Linked DNA regions of Ostrinia nubilalis: region 2 is linked to region 1. The links are chromatin contacts, called in public Hi-C maps. All regions are on one chromosome and are shown on one strand. The core of a region is the stretch at or near the end of the contact, and the rest is flanking DNA. Distances in the headings are between cores, read along the strand shown.

Evidence for each region. A called contact is a pair of places that touch in the nucleus more often than the background predicts.
Region 2: a contact with region 1 is called in a Hi-C map of whole larva, with 2.6 times the contacts expected there. The contact joins the promoter of LOC135076236 here to the promoter of LOC135076203 in region 1. A contact is called at or near these places in 4 of 5 Hi-C or Micro-C datasets (whole body and whole larva).

The regions. Positions count from the first base shown.
Region 1 is chr11:8,871,076-8,878,181 of ilOstNubi1.1, reverse strand. It overlaps LOC135076203 (nuclear receptor-binding factor 2), which reads left to right and starts at 2,690. Exons shown (of 2, transcript XM_063970680.1): 1 at 2,690-2,810; 2 at 2,886-3,851. The coding sequence starts at 2,787. The coding sequence ends at 3,602. It overlaps LOC135076202 (transmembrane protein 127-like), which reads right to left. Exons shown (of 4, transcript XM_063970679.1): 3 at 6,520-6,819; 4 at 4,060-6,227. The coding sequence ends at 5,947. LOC135075878 (phosphatidylethanolamine-binding protein 1-like) reads right to left here and starts at 91. Exons shown (of 4, transcript XM_063970335.1): 1 at 1-91. The coding sequence starts at 64.
Region 2 is chr11:9,109,337-9,116,442 of ilOstNubi1.1, reverse strand. LOC135076236 (protein TAPT1 homolog) reads left to right here and starts at 2,742. Exons shown (of 10, transcript XM_063970718.1): 1 at 2,742-2,999; 2 at 3,075-3,339; 3 at 3,454-3,767; 4 at 3,958-4,055; 5 at 4,143-4,381; 6 at 4,634-4,822; 7 at 4,918-5,067; 8 at 5,155-5,272; 9 at 5,536-5,679; 10 at 6,400-7,106. The coding sequence starts at 2,882. The coding sequence ends at 6,564. It overlaps LOC135076217 (eukaryotic translation initiation factor 2 subunit 3-like), which reads right to left and starts at 2,589. Exons shown (of 9, transcript XM_063970700.1): 1 at 2,364-2,589; 2 at 1,957-2,131. The coding sequence starts at 2,426.

The DNA.
Region 1 (7,106 bases), core at 1,441-3,940:
GTGATGCCCCATTACCACAACTCAAAGAAAATATGAGGAAAATACTCGAGAGCAAAGAAAGCATTTTGCCTACGTGCGTGTGTGTAGCAAGATCAATTTAATACTAGGTACTAACGGTGAAGTCAGCTTTTTCAATTTGCCTAATGTTAGTTAAACATTGCCAGTTAACAATGGTATGACGCATTAGTTTCAAACAAACTGTTCGTAAACGAAAGCAGAAACAGAGGTACAAGTGTAGTTTGTATGTTTGGCCATTACATAACCAGTCTGCCAATTTTTATAGAGTCGATAGAATGAATGATCTATTAAAGCTTAATGGTCTAAAATTAATAGGTAAATGGGACTTGGTAATCTCTCTTTTTCACCACTGCAACTCCTGTATAGCCAGGAGCGGAGAAGAGAAATGGAATTACATAATTAAATCTGATAGTTTATTTAAAACCATATTCAAAACACTTCTCCGCTCCGCTCCGCCTTGGTGGAAACTGGGCCTAAGACTTATATACCAAAATGCAATGCACTTTATGCACTAAACCATCTGATTGGTATCTTTTTTCGAATAAGTGTGCATTTACCTTTAAAAAAATTTCAGCAAACTGAATCTGTGATATTATAAGGTGTGACTGATTATGAAGTTTTACGTCACTAATCTAAATGACAATTTCATGGTTTGTTTGCGATTCCCTTAAAGTTCCAAAATACTGGACTGTCCTGTCGATGACATTGACAGTGGGGCGCCACCGTCAATACCGGATCGCTGGTTCAGATTTTTGCCATGTTGGAAACCATATAGTTGAACGATGGTAGCGCCCCCCTGTCATTGAGTTTGGTGGGACAGTTCAGCGTGGGTCATCTATACATATGAGATCATTCTGAACAACATCCTAATTTCTAATATCCACAGAAACCTTCCTACAGGAAAAAATAACCTTGTTTAAATTTGAAATGCAAAGCAGAAGTCGTGCTGAACTTAAATTAGGTATACCACAACTGAGTGCAGAAGACATGATGTTAGAAATCAACGAGAGAATAAGGTGTGCTCGACTGTGGTGCCAAAAATATTGGCAAATGCTGTGTGACCCGGACCTGCATTGTCAAGCCAAGTTCCAACTCTACAAGTTTTTTGTCAGACCTATCCTTACATACGGATGTGAAGTGTGGGCTCTAGATGACCGATCGTCGAAGAAGTTGCTTCGCTTTGAATGTGCTACTCTTTTAGAAATATACAAGTCAAAGTACCCACACAGACACCCTAAAAGGTTGCGACCCAATATGAGAGCCGTTTATAAAAGGTACAGGGATACGGATATTGTGGACCATGTTCGTCATGAGAGACTATCTTGGAAGAGCTTGCTAAGAATAGAAGAACGAGCGCTGGGAAGGCGTTCTAAGAAATGTCGTAAGCGTGTCCACTGGTGGGATAAACCACCACCTACATCAAATACCGCACGCGACGAGTCTATTGCAAGCAGAACTAAAAATCATTCTTTGACAATACGAGAATCAAGTGACGAGTTAAGCTTCACAGTTCAGAATACTCGTGAAGCGCCTAGTTGAACTAAATATTGAAATAAGTATTTGGCTAAGGTTAAACCTAATCCACCACACCCCAATAGTTCAATTGTGAACATAAGTAATCGCTGTGTGATGTCGTGGAGTTAGAATAATTAAGATTAAATAAAAGATCAATAAAATGATACCATTGCAGTTTCAAGGCTTTTTATTTTGGGCTTTAATCGCTAACCGGTGGCTTCTACGGACGGTATCGATTGTTGTTTCACTTCCTGGATTATCAGCTTTAATCAGTCTTCGACTTTTAGATGTGTTGCACAAACTTGCCTTTGAAAAGTATGAAGATGGATCATCAGCATCGAAAATCGTATGAAACTTTCGCCGGATACTCGTTATTCCAGAACCAGTGGTCCTCCGCCATCGGATATCTTGTAGCTTCATGTAGCTTACTACATCAATATCCGTATATTTTCGATAGAGATTTTTCTCGTTAGAATTACCAAATATCTGTCGAAGAGCCTTAATTTCAAGAACCTTGAGCTGCGAAGGTTGTTCTTCAAACCAACCGTACATTAGAATCGGACGTAAAAATATTTTATAAGCCAAAATTTTTTTAGCAATTGACATCTCAGTAGATTTGAGTATTTCTTGACTTTTCTTGTACCAGGCGCGAGAAAATCTTTGCTTAGACATGTCCAAAAAATACTTTGGAATTAATTATTTTCTTCAAATTATTTCAGTGAATAGCGTAATCAAGCGTAAACACTTTTTTTTTTCGAAAAAAAAAATATAATTAATTGTCCATGCCATGACAAGATAATTATTTAAAAAGGTTGCAATATGTTACAAGAAGAATTTATTTAGTTGTATTCAAAGTTTCATACATCGCTGTCATAGAGGTCGCCCATCATCGGAAAATTTAAAATAACTTTGAGAAATGGTCTAATGTCTTAAAATTAAAAATTTACCAGACGAGCTTAAAATATAGTGGATAAGCCATATTATAAGGATTTTATAACGCAAAAGATCAATTAAAATTGTTCATTTATCGTATCGTATACTAGACGTGTGACTTACATGGTACGATAATAATACGATTATTATGATCGCGGGGTCAACTCTAGCATAAAAAAGTTGACTGACATTGACAGCTATGACGGCTATATAAAAAATAATATAATTTTTCTTCTCTTTCTTGCGCAAAACAATCACAGCTGATTTCAACAAAACATTCGTTTTCATAGAAGAAATTTTAATTGTTTGCAGTATTTTCAATGGAATCCCATCCTTTAAATCTGGTAAATGTGTTAACATTTTGCGTCTTCTTTGAAGGAAGTCCTATGTTCTCGTTTATAATTTGACGTGGTTTTCAGGCACACCAACAACATCGTCGTGCTGAAGCCCACATAATAAATTACAGATACGATGAAGCTATGCAGTGTCACCATAATGCGGCTGAATTGCTTTTGGATGCCATGAAGTCTACCACTTCTTCGGGAGCTTTAGAATCCATCACACTTCAACACAGCTACCATCTGAAACAAAAGGATCTAATCAAGAGTAAAAAAGAACAATATGCTAGAGTCAAGAAAGCCTTAGAAAACATTAAAAATTTAGGTAAAGATCCTTTCTACAATTTACAAGCTAATGATAATGCTAAAGTGCAAGTAGCAATATACAGGACTATAAATGAAACAGATTCACTGTTGCAAATGCTGTCAACAAAGAAAGCAAATGAACCAGTAGCAAAAGACACGGCCATTAAAGATGTTGTAGATGGAAGAAAGAAAGAAAAAACTCCACAAACAGTTGTGGAAGAATTACAGACATTGAGCCAAAATCTGCATTCTCTTGTGGAACAACTGGTATTGCAAGTAGAAGTGCTGAAAGATGAAAATACAACTTTGAAAGAAAAGGTGAATTATTTAGAAAAAGAAAGAACTAGATACTTAAATTTGCCTTCATCATATGAAATAAGCCATAGAAACAGTGTAAACACAACGGGAGATGGTTATAGTGTAGATTTAGCCCAGAAGTTACCTGTTATTACTGAAATGAGTAAACCAATTAGCAACAGGCCTACCCAATAGCCTCATTTTGATCTGAATGCACTAAGAAATGACTAATTATAATTTCAATTGTGTACAATGACTGTGTACAATCCTGTTATAGCAACAATAGAAGAATTTTAATAGACATTGTATATTTTTTGCATCTCTAGTTTGTTTTTATATCACTCGTCTGTCAGTTTTGATGTGCTATAAGTGCTGGTTTATTATTGATTTCCCATGATGTATATTTTAATATTAATGTAAATAAAATATGATTTCATAGCAAGATCCTTATTTATGCAATCTTAATAATATAAATGTTTTAATTATGTATGTGTGACAAATGCAAACGTTGTAAAGCCTAAATAAATGATGTAAATGATTTCTATTCTATTCTAAAAATGAATAGTTCACATACAGACATGAGGAATTTTCATTAATTAATTTTATTATTTTTTGATGAAAGGAATGCTGTAGAAAATAACAAACAGACTGATTTATTTATAGATATGTATTGCATATTGGTCTTACACAAAAATAAAATCTTACTCTTGTTTTACATGTAAAAATAAACTTCCCAGTTCATCACTAGGAATAACTATTCTTACACCTAGAAGAATTCTATACATTAACGAACAAGAACTAATAACACTTGTAATATTTTTGGTAACATAGAATATCATATTATTACATCAAATCAGATGCTACCAGTACTATTAATTATTATTATTGTTAGAACATTAATGTACATACACAATTTAGTCATCGTCCATTTATTGAAAAACTCAGATCTTTTGATTGTGTAATCTAAAAGCTCATTTTTATTAAAGATTAATGAAATGAAACATAAGTCTTATAACACAATTCACACTCAAATAAACTCAAGACCTACAATTAAAACCTATCACAATAATGGAGGAAATGTCTAAATTATTCCAACTGTGGAAAATATTTTAAGATTCAATTTTATTCATCCCCCATAATGATGGGTTTTCAGGTTATTATACTATTAACATTATAAAAAAGGAAAATAAAAGCTAAAATAGAAATGTAATACATAAATAGCACCTCATTATTATAGCTTTACTTCTGTTTGATAAAATCTCAAGTAGATCTATAATAACATTAGGAAGTTGAATTCAATCAAAACTTGTCTTATGGTGAAGGATAAATAGACAGTACATACCTCCCTACCAAATAAAAGTACTTATTTTTGTTGTTAAACACTGTTGTTGTTCAACTACTTTCAGGTTATTTGGTTATTAATATTATTCTAAATTTTACCTTTTGGAAAGTTTATTATTCTTTCTATATTGCCTACACACTTTATTATATTTCATACACATATTGATAAAATGCAGTAAGTATATTTTACTATTAAGTTATATTGGGAAATGAACGATGAACTTCCGTCTTTCTATCTGTTGGAATTAAAATAATTACGCTATAACATTAAATTTTGAACATTTTGGAGAAGGCATAGTTTTATATAAATAAGTATAAACTACCTACAGAAATAAATCTTAATCTAGGGTGCAAATTACAGTCTTGATGGGTCCAATTATTTGAAGTAGAATAACATTCTATACTTGAAGTCTTAATGTGATGCTTTAATCATTTATTTAGGCATTATCACTCTACATTATTTACAACATTACCTAAGGGTAATTATGTTTACCTTTAGGTACTCCTGTACATATTCAAGGGTTGATTTTCTGACCCAAATTCTATTTCAAATAATGAATCCAATCTAGACAATTATATTAGTCGAAACAAATTTTATAGTAAATGTTTAAGCATCATGAGAAACACGATACGATTAGGCACTAAAATGGCAAATCACAAAGTGAACAGTTGTCATTAATGTAATCATCTCACAACCACAATATACATAGAACAAATTATTTCGATTTTATCAAGACTCACAATTTTCTACTGTTAGGTTTCTTTTAACAAGTATATTTGGCTATTTCGTATTATGTTAACTACTATATTATTATGTTAGCTAACTTTTAGTTAGTGGCTAATTTCCAGTTTACAGTCAATGCATGACGAAACTAGCCCAAGGGTTTAACTACATACATAAAATATCAATACCATGCACCACCCAGTTATTTTGCCTGGTCAAACATACCTCAGCGACAAAGAATGATTTATAGCAAGATATTTTTAAGTGGGCAGAAGACACTTAGGATTAGTGTTAATTTAGTGAAAATGATTTAAGAGAACAAATAACAATCTCAACCATGTTAGCCTACAACATTACAATCCCCATGGCTACCATCACAAGCCTTAAAATAAAATAAAAATTAAGAAAATGATAAGGAGATCGTTAAATATAGAAAGTATGATTTCAAAATGTTGAGAGTGAGTAGAAAAAGTTTCATGGTGTATATGGGGGTGGTGGTGGTAACACAGATAGATCATCAAAAGGGAAGTATTGTTGTGTCCCTAAAGTAGGTGGGGCGTAGTTTGTATGAATTGTAGGTATATAATCTGCGTTGGGGGTGTAAGGGGGAAGAGTCGGGACTGCAGGGGTGGGGCCAACGGTGTGGGCATCTAAACCGTCCCAGTCTTCCATAAGATTTCGTGTTAGGACATCTTCATCGTTTGACAACGGAGCACCCCACAGATTTGCAGCCGATGCTAACAGAGCTAATGTTCCTGAAAAAATTATATTTTATGTTAATAATATTGGAAGGAAAGGGAATATACTTAATATAGTTATAATCATAAGAAATTTTTATTTGTTTAAATATTACTATTCAATAAAAGTGCTTTTTTCCTGCGATGTGGATTTCGGAACGCGTCGCATTTGGTCCGTATGTGGACCCGCATTTCATTGTTTCATACATTCATACATATATTTCCTATTCGCAATGTGCGTGCGTATAAGGGAAAACATACAAAAATTCGCATCACAGGAAAAAGGCGTATAAAAAGGTATTTTACTGACCTGCTCCAGTTATAGTATAAAAGCCATATTCATAATCCACTTGTATTGTATTATGATCCGTGTTGTTTTCATTCCCTAACACAACAGTTGTGTAGTAGCACACTCCTACTATTGCGATGACCCAGAAGACACACATAATGCTAGGGACTGCGTTTCTCCGCAGAGTCTTTATGGCTCTGATTTCCAAACTTGTGATGTTAATAACAATGCCAACAAAAGAGCAAAGTAGCACCATAAAACAGAGTAAAATTAGTATTCTCATTAAAGTGATTATCTCTGGTGTACTGCACGGAGGCAAACCTGAAATTGTAAATACATTTCATCTGAATTATACAAGTTACAGTATGCTAAAGCCCATTCTTGAAAAGCTTTTTCGTTTTTACAAATTACAAATACAAATTCCAAGAAAAGTGTTCAATGAGGATCAGTACTGTTGTAGAAAATTCAATAAAACTAGTATCTACGTTAATCTATAAAACATAAGAAAGATATATCTTTTTGAATTATCCAAATCGGACCATTACTTACGAAGATATTAAGTAATAAACATAGGCCGTTTTTGCCGCTAAAAGTCAACGTACGCAGGG
Region 2 (7,106 bases), core at 1,493-3,992, 240 kb before region 1:
GACAGTCTGCCCAGACGGCCCACACTCCCAGATTTGGATCACAGGAGTGATTTATAAAGTGAGATACACTTCCCAAATGTCCAGCATCAACCGTATACGGATTCTCGACAGAATTAAAATCTAAATCAAACAGATATGTTAGTCCTTTTGCATCATACTCTCTTCCCCGTTTCTCAGCTTCTTCAAAAGTAATAATTTCCCCAACATATTGACAAACAAACTGTCCCTGTCTGATTTTCTGCTCGCTTTTTACACCCCAACCACAGCCATTAGCTGTTCTAAAAATGCAAAGTTTCACATTACGGCCGCTTTGTACAACACGATTGCTACATTCAGAGGAACATTTACAAGTTTTGTTACATTCATAAATTGGAGTACCAGATGCCACCCGCAGTCTTTTATTAACGGTGTAAGCAAATAAGCCGCCCTGCATACCACAGCAGGACTTAGAACGACAGTTGCAAGATGTACAATCACATCCAATAGGTGGATCGTCTGGTACCGTTACTCCTACACCAGGAATACAATCATTTATATAAGTGAAATTTGTTGGTGGACCAGCCAGGTCAACATCATTAATGACTGTTAATTTCATTTTAGATTTATCAACTTGGTTCACATGGTCCTCCCAATCTTTCAAAGCCATTAATTGACGACTACGTCTTCTGGCTAATACATACAATTGTAAAACATCACGAGCTTCTTGGACAAGTTCTGGGCCATAATGCTCATTTTCTTCAGTGAGTATAACCATTGACAGTAACTTAATCAAGAGTTTTTCTTTCAATTTGCACACATCTATATCTTCAAGCTCATGCAATCTTTTTGCAAGGTTATCATCACTTAAAAGGTCACCAAATGCAATTTCTTCTTTGAGTTTTTCAAATTGTTCACAATACTCAAATTCTTTGTTCACTAAAAATGTTTGTAATAATGATGGGCAGTTATCAAGATGTTCCAGAGGTTCCCATGTGTTGGCACTATTAGACCAACCTTTCCATTTTATGTAAAAGAACGGCTTTCCCTCATAAAATTTAAAATCTAGAATTTTTTCTATGATATATTCTTCGGTTTCTCTCTTTTTGTTTTTCTTTTGTTTCTTTGCAGCTGGAGCTTCCACCTCTTCATCAGGATCAAGAGAAAAATTTCTTTTGCGTGATTTTCTGTATTTTTCCAAGAACATGTTTTCATCTCTCTCTTCTGCCATTTCTTGATACATTCTTACTACTGAGTCCGACACGCGCTCTGCAACATACCATGTGTATTTGAGTTAAGACAAGTTCATTAAAATATTTTTGATTGACAATAAAAGATATTCAGAAAATATAATTTTGACATTTACTTTTTTCACATGGTACATTACAAAGCAGCTGTGTTACAGTAATTTATTTAGATCAATCAATATTTTATCCATTCTATGTTTATTGGCAAGAATAAACATTTAATTATAGCTACTTTGTCCAATTAAATTTATATTAGGTTGTATTTATTTTAAATTAATACAGAGTAAAAATATTCAATACATTTATTAAACAGTTGTCAGAATATTTAAGCAGAATTGGCTAGAGGTTAGCTTATTTGAAACTGACTTTGCACAGCAATATTTATTTATTTACTGGTATTAACTAATAAAGGTATGAATGTATAATTATGGGATCAGGAAAGCAAGCAATGCTCAACAATATTTTTTTTAGTAAGGCATATAAAAAAATATTTTATTATATTAGTATGTCCTCTTATGGTCTGCTTGCAGAATGCAGATACAATTAGATTTATTTTTATTCAGATAGGTATATCACTATGTTTGGCTTCTGACACAAAAGAATGTTTGCACTTATATTATGGGAATTAGATATATTGTTATGTAGTTCTAGGTATTTTAAAATTATACAATATTATTTGTCATAAAACTAATTATATTTCTCAAATTATTCTGTAATTTACATAAACACTCACCTAACTTGATAGTAATATTCCTTTCCAGCTCGTTCTTAAACCTGACAGTTTGTACTCCTGAAATTGCCTTCACAACTGTCGATTTTCCATGAGCTACATGGCCAATGGTTCCAATGTTAATAGTTGCCTGCCTTGATATCACTTCGGGTGATAAAGCCGACAATTTTGTGACATCCTAAAATATAAACAATAGTTAGGCTTAAACAATAAGAGGACTGTAATTATTGTGCAACCATACTAATTTGGTATGTGAAGAGTGCAAGATTCTTTGGGAGGTTATGACTACATAAAAGTTAAATTCTATGAAGTAAAAATACAAATAAAACTATTGTTATAAGTACTGTAGTATGAAATTTACTCAATTCATTCAGAATAATCGTGGTGGTAAATAAATTCACCATACTTACCAATTTGGTTAGATCTTGCTGATGCAAGTTTGACTGAGCACTTCGACCCTCACTTGAAGCCATGATTGTAAATGTTTTGCAAGAATGATTGTATTATTTAGTTGTTATTTAATTAGTATTTTCGTAAAACAACACTGCTTCTTGCACAAAGCCTGGTATTTTTTAGCAAACGTATGTAATAATTCTAGGGGCATGAGAGCGTGCCGCGTTTTAAAACTAGTGATGTAAAAGTTGTCAAAAAGTATAATCTTAGAATCGACTATTTACCGGTTTTCTGATTATATCACGCATCATACAATATTTGACAAATAGATTGAAACCCAAAGCCGTGTACTTATTAAAAAAAAAGATGTCACATTTAGCTGCTGTCAAAATTTGTTTGTCAATTTTGTTGCAATCGGCAGCATCGGGGAAATCTTTTTTAAAATTTGCCCTTTCTAATAATTATCTCAAGCTCAAGCGTGGTATTGAAAGTTCATGTGCTTTATTAAATAGTTGACTGCTCATTGGTTTATATAATGAAGAATGAAGATCTACAAGATCAAACTAAAAGGTTGCGGTTCAAGCCTGTAACCAATGTTCAGCACTTTTCCGAGTCAAACTTTGATTCAAAAAGCAAAGAAATGAAGAGCAAGGGTAAGGTCTTCTTTTTTTGTGGGCTCGGTTACCTATTTAATAAAGTATAAACTAAATTTGAATTCTGAATTACAGAGGGGGAAAAATCTGCATCGCTTTTCGCCTTTTTACATGTGGAGCTCACTCGCGGCTACCTATTAGAACACGATGAGGAGAGGTTTTCGGCTAGACGAGAGAAAGTCTATTCTTTTATAAAAATCCCACAGGAATTAGAAAAGTTCATGGCATATGGTTTCTTTCAATGTGCTGACTCTTTATTATTTGTTTACACTTTTCTGCCACTAAGATTTATGATGGCATTTTGGTCATTTTTTAACAGATTATTTAGAAAATGCTTTGGGTAAGTTTTTGATTGGACAATCATTCTGTTTTGTAACTCATTACTGTCTTGACTTCTGTAATACATATTGTTGGAATTAATTGCTACAAGAATTATTTCTATAATATTTTTTAGGTTTTATTCTAACCCACGGAAAAACATATTAAAGCCAGCAGAGACATGTGACGCCTTGAAAGGTTTTATACTACTAGTGTGCAGTATTCTCATGTGCTATATTGATACCAATATGATGTATCATTTAGTCAAAAGTCAGAGTGTGATGAAGCTCTATATTTTCTATAACATGCTGGAGGTTGGAGACAGACTGTTTTCTGCTTTTGGTCAGGATACCATTGATGCTCTCTTTTGGACAGCGACAGAACCTCGAGACAGAAGAAGGGAGCACTTGGGCTTAATACCCCATTTGTTGTTTGCAATGACTTATGTCTGTATCCTTTTAAAATATTGAATTAAGGGTATTTTAGAATAAAGTACGTGTCAATTTGAATAAACTTATCAATTTACTCAAAATAAACCAATCTAGTCTTAAATTAAACACAATATTTCTGAAAGTTTTTACATCATATTAAATCATTAATAATCATTGTATAAATAAATAATTTTCTTAATATTAATCAGTTCTTCACAGCTTACTGGTGTTGTTTCAAGCAACAACATTGAATGTGGCATTTAATTCAAATAATAAGAGTCTGTTGATTATCATGATGTCTAACAATGTAAGTAAAACTTTTTACATAATAGCTTCTTAATTATTTTCATAATGAGATAGATATAGGATAAATAAAAACCTTAATTATTTACAGTTTGTTGAATTGAAAGGCAGTGTATTCAAGAAGTTTGACAAGAACAACTTATTCCAAGTATCGTGCAGTGATGTAAGGGAACGGCTGCATTTGTCGGTCTTGCTCTTCATAGTGGTGCTGCAGACTATGAAGGAGTACATGTGGCGGGAAGAACGGTTCTGGATCCTAGCCCCAGACTGTGTGCTTGTTCTAGCTTTTGAAGTCATCATAGACTGGGTGAAACATGCTTTTATTACAAGGTACATTACACACTTTAACTTATATTTTTTAACTATGTACGTTTTTCAGACTTGTAATAAAAGTGATGATAACATTTTTCAAGGTGAGACATTAATATTGTGTGGTTTTCAACGTGTTAACCACAGTAATAAAATTGTTTTTATGTGTTTTGCATTAACTACCATGCATTAACTTATTAGATTTTTAAAATGTTATGATTCTCAAAAACTAACAGTATTTTGTAGTATTTAATTGCTATTTTTCATTTACAGGTTTAATGAAATACCATATGGCGTATATAGAGAGTATACCGTAAGCTTGGCGTACGACGTCGCTCAGACGCGGCAAAAGTATGCCTTCAGTGATCACTCTGATCTAGTAGCAAGAAGAATGGGATTCATTCCTTTGCCATTAGGAGTAGTCATCACTAGAGTCTTAGTTCATGCTGTTAAAGTGGATGGGTGAGTATCATTATTATTATAAGCAATTGTAAACCTTATTTACACTATTTGTAGAGTTGTGTGTTATGGAATAATATGTTTTTATTGTTCAACAGGTTTGCAGCAATTTTCCTTATATTCATAGCATATTTGTGCCTATTGACTATAAGAGTTCTTGTATCCATTGTGATACTTGGTAAAGCATGTGATTTGATAACACAGCACCAGACAGAGAAAAATGAGAGTCACCACACTACACCTAAAAAGTAAGACTTTTTTGTACTGTTTGAGATTATGTAAAGTCCCTTTTTTAAAGAGTACTTATTATAACACAATTCATTTTATCTTTATAGAGAACAAAAAGAAATAACGAAAGAAATAAACAATGCCCACAAAACACCGGACACAGAAGCAGCTCCAATCAAAAAGCCAGTTCAACTGAAGTTCCTCATACCAGAAGATGTTGTTTTGGTAACAAACATTTGTGATCATGACTACTTTGTAACAATGAAATCTATTCTTGATCTAGAATTTGATGCTATTTGTAATAAAATTCGATTATTATTTGTTTTACATAACAATTATCTTGAAAGCAGAAATTGTCCTCTCCTAAGAATCGAACTCGGGACCTCTGGGTCTTGTCACTATACCACAAAGAAGATAAGCTTCATCTATTGTCTGTGTAATTTTACCGACTTAACAAAAAAACTAAATAATTATTTTTGTTTGGGCAGAGTGAACCATTAGTGGACGCGTCGGTGGGTGCCGCCGCGATTTTCTCAAACAGCGCCATCGACCTCAATGGCGTGTGCTACCTCAACGACAAGATGACGGCGCAAGTCAAGCAGGAGAGCGGCGACTACGTGGAGCCCGAACTGGTAAGCAGTTCAACAGATTGCTAGGATTTGGGAAGGCTAGTTTCCTAAAAAAACTTAGTCCGTCAAACAAACATATTATCAAAAATATTGGACACATTTTTTTTGTTATTCAAACAAGTAATTATGAAGTTATGATGCGTTGTTTCGCGTGACGTCACAAAGTGCTATACTTTTAAGCACTGATGTCACGGGCTTAATTTTTTGAAAAAGTGAAAAATACGTGTCGAGTATTTTTTGACAAGTTAATTGACGGACTAATTTGAACTCTTCCTTTTTTACCCAGGAAACATCTCTATTTTATGCTATTATTGTTATGCTTTTTCTCCTATAAATGCAAATATTAATAGATTTGGTTTTGGTTGCTACTTCAGTTCACAAGCTTGTCAACAACTTTGCTTTAGCTAGAGTCAAGTTGGAGATAATAAAGAATAAATGCATGACCTAAGTCTGCCTGCTACATTGCTCGTTTAAATCGATTGTTTAATGTTTATTCCGAATTTTGTGCTTCCGAAGCTTTCCAGTTTCCACTTACGAAAAATCAGACTGCGATCTTCTAGTTAGAATCTAATCAGATGAGGAACAAATGCATTAAGTGATTTTACACTATAAGCCTCACTTAGGAATCGAACCCAATATCTCCGAGTCGAGAGCCTAACTCCACTGCGGTCTAGTGGGGACCTATAGGTGGGGTATCCTGAAAATGTTACTATTTCTTCATAGGTGGACGTCAGTCGAAGCGCGCCCGATATAAAGGCCGCCGCTGCCGCCGCGCCACCAGAAACCGTGGAGCGCCCCAACTCACCCGACTCCGAAGGACTCAAAAGGCGCTCCGAGTCCGAACCCAACTTAGTCAAAGTCGAGGAGCACTACGAGGAGGCTACCTAACACATCCTATGCTGTACGCTCCTTATTATTTATTATCTTTTTTACACCCTCTAGTCTGATTGACACTATGAGTGCTATCTGAGATTTGTGGATAATGTCTCTCTGTGTAATATGGATGTGTGACGCGATTTGATTAAAAAGGAGACTTCAACAGTTCTATAAAAATTTTAGTTAATTTTTAGCTGTGCTATGGTGACAAGATGGTTACGCTTATAACTTTTCTAAACATAACGTTTTTACTTCTCTTCTGATTAGCACAATAATATTAATAATCGAGTATGTGCCTTTAATATAATTTATGCTTTCCAATCATAGATTGTGATAATAAGATAACCCAGGTTAAGGCAAGGAAAGACATTAGCGATTACGATTTCTAGAATAATATTTACTTAATTCGATCTATAGTGGTTAAAAATTAGCAGCAGAATTTTTTATTTAAAATGTTTTTTAAAGTTCATATTGTGTAATTTTAAGTGTGTTTGAAGTCTCCAGGACAACCATTATAAATTAAACTTACCTGTGGCATGACCTAGTTTCAAAAT